2 separate regions of the Sus scrofa genome follow, and region 2 is linked to region 1. Evidence: chromatin contacts called from public Hi-C data. All regions are on one chromosome and are shown on one strand. Each heading gives the region's core, a stretch centred on a gene start, on an enhancer-like site or on the middle of the called end of the contact. The rest is flanking DNA. Distances are from core to core; before and after follow the strand shown.

Region 1 (3,817 bases), core at 351-2,850:
TTTTAATTTTTTTTTTTAATTTAAATTTTTTTTTTTTTTTTTTTTTTTTTTTTTTTTTGTCTTTTTGCCTTTTCTAGGGCTGCATCCTCGGCACATGGAGGTTCCCAGGCTAGGGGTCCAATTGGAGCTGTAGCCGCTGGCCTACACCGCAGCCACAGCAGCTTGGGATCCAAGCCGCGTCTGCAACCTACACCACAGCTCATGGCAACGCTGGATCCTTAACCCACTCAGCAAGGCCAGGGATCAAACCCTCAACTTCACGGTTCCTAGTCGGATTCGTTAATCACTGAGCTACGACGGAACTCCAACTTTTTTTTGAGGGGAAATGGAAAAGGAATGCAGTGCTATGGTGTTTCTTCTGTAACTTCCTCGCCACCAGTGGGGGGGGGGGGCGTCCCCGGTAATCAAACACATTAATATTAACATTCATTAATGCACTGTGTGCATAGTCCCAGTGAATGGGATAAACATGGGCTAAAATTGGCAAGTGTCAGTTCAAGTCACCAAATGTGTTCTCTTCAGGTCAGAGGCAGCCCCAAAGATCACACACGTGCAGTAGGACACACTCGTATGGCCAGTTTTTGATTTGGGAATCAGAGCAGGGATGGTGGACGGCAGGCTGAACACCTACCTCCGTGTGCGAAGCCCTGTGTGACCCGGGCTGTGTCCACACAGGCTGCTGTGCTCAGGGTGTGAGCGACCCCTGGAAAGGCCCATGACCAGTCCCTCAAGGGTAAGGGGTCCTAGGGTGTCTCTTCCTGGCCCTGAAACACACTTTTCCCCTTACTGCCTGGTGGTGCATGTGGGGTCACAAACTCTGGAGGAGGGAACACCCCAGGCTGCTCCTCAGATTCCAAGATGCTGGAGCTGGGGGGTGGGGAGCTGGCAGGGTCCTGAGATGGAGCCCCTGCCCTAGCCTTCAGCCCCATTTTACAGATGAAGGAATTGGGGCCCAGCGAGGATGAACCAGTTGTGTGGACTCACACAGCCAGTTAGGGAAGGAGACCGGGTGATTTCAGACAAAAGGCAGAGAGGTGCCAAGGGCAGGTTTCAAAGAGGGGACTAGACTAGGCTCCCACCGCAGGGTGCAGACTTCAGAAAGACGCCTGGGAGCTTCCCTTGTGGCTCAGTGGTAACGAACCAACTATCCATTAGGATGCCGTTCGATCCCTCAGTGGGTTAAGGATCCAGCCTCGGCCTCGCTATGAGCTGCGGTGTAGGTCGGAGTCACAGCTTGGATCTGGCATTGCTATGGCTGTGGCGTAGGCTGGCAGCTATAGCTTCAAATGGACCCCTAGCCTGGGAACTTCCATTTAACCGAGGGTGCGGCCCTGAAAAAAAAAAAAAGAAAGAAAAGAAAAGAAAAAGACTCCTGGGCCAGCCCCCACGCCAGCCACAGGGAGCGCTCACCACCCCCATGAAGAGGTTTCCAGCTCACCATTTCTTCCTCCAGACCAGCCCTCATCTCCCCCCAGCAGGGCGCCCCAGGCTGCGAGAGGGGGGCTGCTGGGCAGCGGCCGGGCGGCCCGGGTGTGGGCGCCCTCTGCCCCCCAGAGCCCCCGCGGGCGCCGCATCTCTGTGTGGGCTGCTTTGACTCCACGCCGGAGCCGAGCTTAGGCAAACCACGCCGCACTGGACGCCATTCAAGCTTTTACAGGCCCTCAAATTGGGGCTGGAGCCGGAGAGGAAATACTAAAATCCTGTGTACACAACTTCTGTCTGTGCGCTCCGGGGCTCTGCGAGAATCAGGCAGGGCGGCGAGGGACACATTTGTACAGTTTTAAGGGCTCCACGCCTATCCCCCTGCTCTGCTTTTATTAACAGGCAGCGCTGATGTGTCGCCTAAAACTGAGACCCCTGCGTGTGGGCGGGGGGTGGGAGGGGGGCGTCTGAAGAATTGGCGAACTGGGGAGGGGGCGGGGAAGTGAACTTTTCTCCTACCTTCAGTTCCCAGGCTGGCAAAGCTGGGTTCAGAATCTCCCCTACCCCCCTCCCCGCCCCGGTCTAGGAAGGACACACTGCATGGCCCTTCCCCCGCCCTGACTCCGGGCAGAAATTTGCAATCTGGGAATAGGACGGCTAAGAGGTCCCTAAAGCCAGGCCCACCCAGGTGGGAGCCTGGGCTCAACCATTTGCAGCTCTGAGGCTGTGGGAAAGGGCCTCCCTTTCCCCATCTGTAAAATGGGTGCGAAATGGTAAGATGATGGTACCTCCAAGGTTCCCTGTGATATTAAAGAGATGATGCAGGAATTCCTGCTGTGGTGCAGTGGGTTAAGAATCTGACTGCAGCAGTTCAGGTTGCTGAGAAGGCACAGGTTCGATCCCTGCCTGGTGCAGTGGGTTAAAGGATCCGGTGTTGCGGCTGCTGTGGCTCGGATTCAATCCCTGGCACGGGAATTTCCAAATGCCATGGGTGCAGCCATAAAAAAAATTAAAGAGATGATGTAGGTAGGGAAACAGCTCAGAGTCTGGCACATCATGTATACTTACCAAATGGCAGCCATTGTTGTTATTTAAATGAGGTAATAGTAATAGCTTCATTGTGAGCCAGGTACTTGCTAAGTGCTACACGCAGTTTAATTTAGTTCAACCTCACAGTGTTTTGGGTGAGAAACTAGAACACCAAGGAACTGAATGGCTTACCTAAGGTCACATAGCTAGTGACTGGCTAGGCTGGGATTTGAACCTTGTCTGCTTTAGAGTCTCAGGTGCTTTGCTGTCAGGTCTGTGTGCCCACAGCATCCTTGGCCTGACACGAAGCGCCACACACTTGGCCCTTGGCCATCTTCCTGGTTTTGTCCCTGCCCTTGAGTGCTCCCAGCGTGGCCACCAGACATCTCCCTGGCTCTGAACCCGTGCTCCCCCTCCGGTGGGAGCCTTGGCTCACCCCTCTCCTAGCGCAAAGCCCCGTCTGCTGTCTATGCCTTAGGTCCCCCAGGGCCACACCCCACCCCAGGCTCACTTCCTCCCTGAGCTCTCTAGCATGCCCTCCCCTCCCCCTGCCACCTTCAGTTCTCCTATCCTCCTGAGCTGGGGTCACCTTGATCTGTGCATGTGTTCATCTTCCTCCTTCCGGTCCCTCATCAAGAACCTCCCCACCCCCAGGTCTGACACAGTCTCTTATGCAGACAGGGTCTCCCATATGAGGGAATTGAATTTTTACTGATAGCAAATCTGGGCTGATTGGTGACATCACATTTATGACTGGCGTGAGGGAAGCAAAAGATGGTCCCAAGCCAGCTTGCTTTAAGGAGGTGGAGGACAGGCATTCCCAGTGTGGTGCAAAGGGATTGGAAGAGTCTTAGGAGCACTGGGATGCAGGTTCGATCCCTGGCCCAGTGGGTTAAGGATCTGGCATCACCTCAGCTGCGGGTTAGGTTGCAACTTTGGCTCAGATCTGATCCCTGGCCTGGGAACTCCATATGCTGCAGGGTGGCCAAAAAAAAAAAAAAAATAAATAAATAAAAGAAAAAGAAAAAAGAAAGAAAGAAAGAAAAAAGGAGGTGGAAGACAAGGTGGACACCAGCCTCATGTTCCTGACATCTGCTACCAGCCCAGAAAACAGCCAGGAGTGAGAGTAGCCTGGGCTCCCTGCCCATCCCTGCCTCTACTTCCCCCATAACTGTCCTGTCCTCGGGGCCTCCCAGGAGCCCTGCTCAGTCTCAGGTAAGGATGGACACCTCACAGGGGTCTGAGCGCCTTCTGGCTGGGCTGTCCCACAAAGCAGCCTGCAAAGGACATCTCTTCGGGCCTGTCCGTGCTCCACAGGACACCAACCTCAGCTTAAGCCGTGCCAGCCTTAACCCATGCAGTGCAA
Region 2 (3,817 bases), core at 780-3,279, 74 kb before region 1:
GCTGCTGAAGCTCTGGTGTCGGCCAGTGGCTATAGCTCCGATTCAACCCCTAGCCTGGGAACCTCCATATGCCACGGGAGCAGCCCAAGAAAAGGCAAAAAAAAAAAAAAAAAAAAAAAAAAGTCCTGAATCAGAGCCAAAGTAAACCTTGGGAAAGGTCTGTGAATGCTTTTCCTTACCAATTGTGATAGAGGGAAAATAGAGACCCCGGGGCCTGGACAGATCAGAGTTCAGCCAGAGAAGAAGGGCTGGAGGGGAAAGATCTTGGAACCATCATGGAGGGCAGGAGAACCCCCTGGACTGGCCTTCCAAAGCATAGCTCCTTGAAAGCCCAATCAGATGGAGTTTGATCCAGCAGGTGGAGAGGGTGGCAGAGATGTACATTTTATTACACACCCCAGGTGATTTGAACACAGGTTGTCCTGCTATCGTCTTCTGGAGGACACTGAACCTATTGGCACGAGTGACTTCCTGCTCCAGCAGCCCTGGACTGCTGCGACTAAGCACTTAAACAGCCTCTGCAAAGCTCACCAGGCCCCTCACCCTGGGACCTCATCACTACCGCTGGGTCCCTTTAAGACTCCAGGCCCTTCCCTGTGTGGGCAAGCTGGCACCATGGAGAAGGGACCTGGCCCCTTGGGTCGCAGCATGAGCTGCCTGCCTTTTCTCCCTCTCACAGCTTCCCTAACTGTCCCCACATGCCTAGCTTCTCCTGTGACAGCCCGCTCACTTGTCGAGGATGCTTGACAACCCTTCTTGGGCTCTGCTGGGCTTGGGACCCTACATCCCAGCCCTGGCCCTGAGGTGCCCTGGGTCCTGGATCCCTCTTTCCTCCCAGGTGCCCTCACGGGATCCTCATCCCGATCGGGAGGTTCTCTGCAGCCCCGCTGATCAGCTCGATAGCTCTGCCAGCTTTGTGGTCGGTCGGCCCGCAGTTTGGGGCCCGCTAAGCATCCTCGCTGTCCCCTTTCCCACCCTCTCACTCCACCTGCCTTTCCCTCTGGCCTCACCCATCCCTCCCTTCCTGCTTCACGGTCCTCTCCTGCTGAGATGAGCATCCATATTCCAGGACCGAGTCCATCCTTCCTAGTAACGACCCTCAGTCTCCCCTCTTACCCGGGGACTGACCGCCCAGTTTGGGGTTGACTTTCCAAGTCTGGTCCCCACATGCCCGGCCCTGACTAATGGGTCCTGGCTGAGCGTCCCTGTCCTGACACCTGGCCTTTGCCTGACCCCACGGGTAGGCTTGGGCGCCAGCCTGGGTCCTCCCCCGGCTGGCCTGTCCCCCACTGCCCGAACCTGGGTTATGACATCTTTCCACTGAGCGGCTCTTATTTTAAGAAGGCGAACACGCCGGCACTTGCGCACACACAGCCCTCCTCGCCCTGACGCCTCACGCGCTGGCGTGAAAATCCGGCTGGCCGTGTTTATTTTTTCTTCCTTTAATTTCCCCTTTAGAACAAACACCAGTCCTGTAACACCGACCACCCTCTCCTCTCAGATCCACAGTCTCGCCCCCTCCCCCCGCCACCCCCCTCCCTGCCCTCCCCTCCCAGCTGTGAATGAGAACAGGGTAAGTCTTTTAGCAGGAGGCAGAGGCCTGAATGAATTGATCCTGGCCTCCAAGCCAGCAGGGAAGGAGGGCTTGTGAGCATGTGTGTTTGCTTCTGAGAAACCCTTTGCACACCCGAAGCTCCTCTTTCTCCCCCCGCCGCCGCCCCCACCCCGTGCCTTGGAGCAAACGCCTCCCCCCACCACCCCGGCTCCTTTCACATTTGATTTGAATTCATTTTTGGTCCCATGCATTTTGTTTTCTGTTTTCTACCAGGGAGCCCGAATTGGGGCCTCAGAAAAACAAGGCCGAGCTGCCAACTGGAAATGTTTGCTCTGGGGGCGAGTTCGGAGGCTGGCGTCAGGCGGGGCAAGATCCGTGCCAGTGGAATGTGATTTGGGGGGAAGCTGCAGGTCACTCAATTGCTGGCAGCCTGCCTGGGAGCAACTGAATGCTTTCTGGGCTCTGAGTATGTGTGTGTGTGTGTGCGCGCGCGTGCGTGTGTGGAGACTTTTTCCCCTCATGCAAACAGAGCCCTGGAGACATGGAGACAGAAGCATTAGGAAGAAACTAGACAGGGGTTTGAAAATTAGGGGAACTGGGGGGATTAGGCAGGTGGGGGTGGGAACAGAGTGCTGGGGTCTGTGCGGCCCCTTTATCCAGCAACCGCTGTGTTCTCTGCCTAGAGTCAGGGGGCCCCACAGGAGCACGGGGAGATGAAGGCCAGCCCGGCCCCGGTAACTCATGGGCTCTTTGGAGAAGCAAGGCTGCCAGGACAGAACACAGTTGGGCCAGGCTGGAAGTTTCCCAGAGTCCGTTGCAGGAATGGCCAAGGGTGTTCAGGGAAGGGTAGTGTCTGAGCCCCGAAGCAGCAAGTTTCCCTGCTTATGATGAGGTTACTTCCTAATAAGTCCATCATAAGTTGAAAATACTGTTAAGTCGAAAATGCATTTAAGGAGTTCCCATTGTGGCCAGTGGGTTAAGAAACTGACTAGTATTCATGAGGATGCAGCAGGTTCAATCCCTGGCCTCACTCAGTGGGTTAAGGATCCAGCGTTGCCATGAGCTGTGGTGTAGGTTGCAGACACGTCTCAGATCTGGCATTGCTGTAGCTGTGGCATAGGCCGGTAGCTGCAGCTCTGATTTGACCCCTAGCCTGGGAACTTCCATATACTGCAGGTGCGGCCCTAAAAAGGTAAATAAATAAATAAATGCATTTAAAACAGCTCACCTCCTGGCTATCATAGACTAGCCTAGCTGACCTTGAATGTGCTCAGGACACTTAGGTTAGCCTCTAGTTCTGTGATCATCTAAGATACAGTTTATAATAAGATGTGACGCTCTCATGTAATTGATGGAATACTGGATGGAAAGTGAAAAAGAGAAGTTGTCAGGATACAGAATGGTTGTGAGGTGGTGTGGCTGCCTCAGCCACTGCCGCCCACCCTCTCCAGAGCGTACCTGCCGTGTGTATAGGAAAAGAACGAAATTCGAAACTCCAGGTACAGTTGCTGCTCAGTGTGTATCACTTTTGCACCATCATCGAGTCGAAAAATCTTAAGTTGAACCATTGACAGTCAGGAACCCTCTGTGCCGCACTGAAAGGAAAGAAGAGGTATTCAGGACACTGTTAGTAGCTACCACGTGTCAAGCCTGTGCTGGGCCCTTTACGTGGACGATCCCTTAATCCTCTCGACAACCCACAAGAGCCAGGCATCTTTCCATCCGACACTGCAAACCAGGAAACTGAGGCCCAGAGCAATTAGGGAAGTTGGCTAAGCTCTCAGCTTGTGTGTGGTAAGCTGGGTTCAGCTCAGAGCTGTCCCACGTTCAAGCCTGACTTCTTCCCACCACTGAGGGTCCTTTTCTGCTTTACCAAGTTCCCTGGATAAGGGGCTTTTTTTTTTATTAATATAACTTTTTTTATGGACACACCCATAGTATATGGAAGTTCCCAGGCTAGGTATTATATCCAAGCCACAGCGTGGTTTAAGCAGCCTCAGCAATGCCAGATCCTTTAATCCACTGCCCTGGGCTAGGAATCAAATCCACACCTCTGCAGGGACAATAGCCGCTGCAGTTGGATTCTTAGTCCTCTATGCCACAGTGGGAACTCCCTGTTTGTTTGTTTTTTTTATTTTTTTTTTGTCCTGGAAAGAGAACTGTTACATTCAAGTTGGAGATCTAAGATGCTAAGATGCCCAGAGGGCAGGATGACAAGTGCTTGGAGATCAGAGAGGAACATGCCTTGTCCTACCTTTGCCA

Evidence for each region. A called contact is a pair of places that touch in the nucleus more often than the background predicts.
Region 2: a Hi-C map of adipose tissue shows a contact between it and region 1, with 3 times the contacts expected there. The contact joins two enhancer-like sites. A contact is called at or near these places in 2 of 5 promoter capture datasets (fetal skeletal muscle and liver), 27 of 47 Hi-C or Micro-C datasets (adipocytes, adipose tissue, alveolar macrophages and 16 more) and 2 of 2 datasets of contacts at active chromatin or transcription factors (alveolar macrophages and skeletal muscle).

The regions. Positions count from the first base shown.
Region 1 is chr3:58,937,799-58,941,615 of Sscrofa11.1, reverse strand. No RefSeq gene overlaps it. Among named protein-coding and RNA genes, the nearest start is that of ATOH8, 62 kb to the left of the region's middle. Within about 2 kb of position 1,600, at least 9 of the 83 cell types and tissues checked have an H3K27ac peak or open chromatin away from gene starts, as enhancers often do. A contact at or near this core is called in adipose tissue, where this site is marked.
Region 2 is chr3:59,011,978-59,015,794 of Sscrofa11.1, reverse strand. No RefSeq gene overlaps it. Among named protein-coding and RNA genes, the nearest start is that of ATOH8, 12 kb to the right of the region's middle. Within about 2 kb of position 2,029, at least 35 of the 83 cell types and tissues checked have an H3K27ac peak or open chromatin away from gene starts, as enhancers often do. A contact at or near this core is called in adipose tissue, where this site is marked.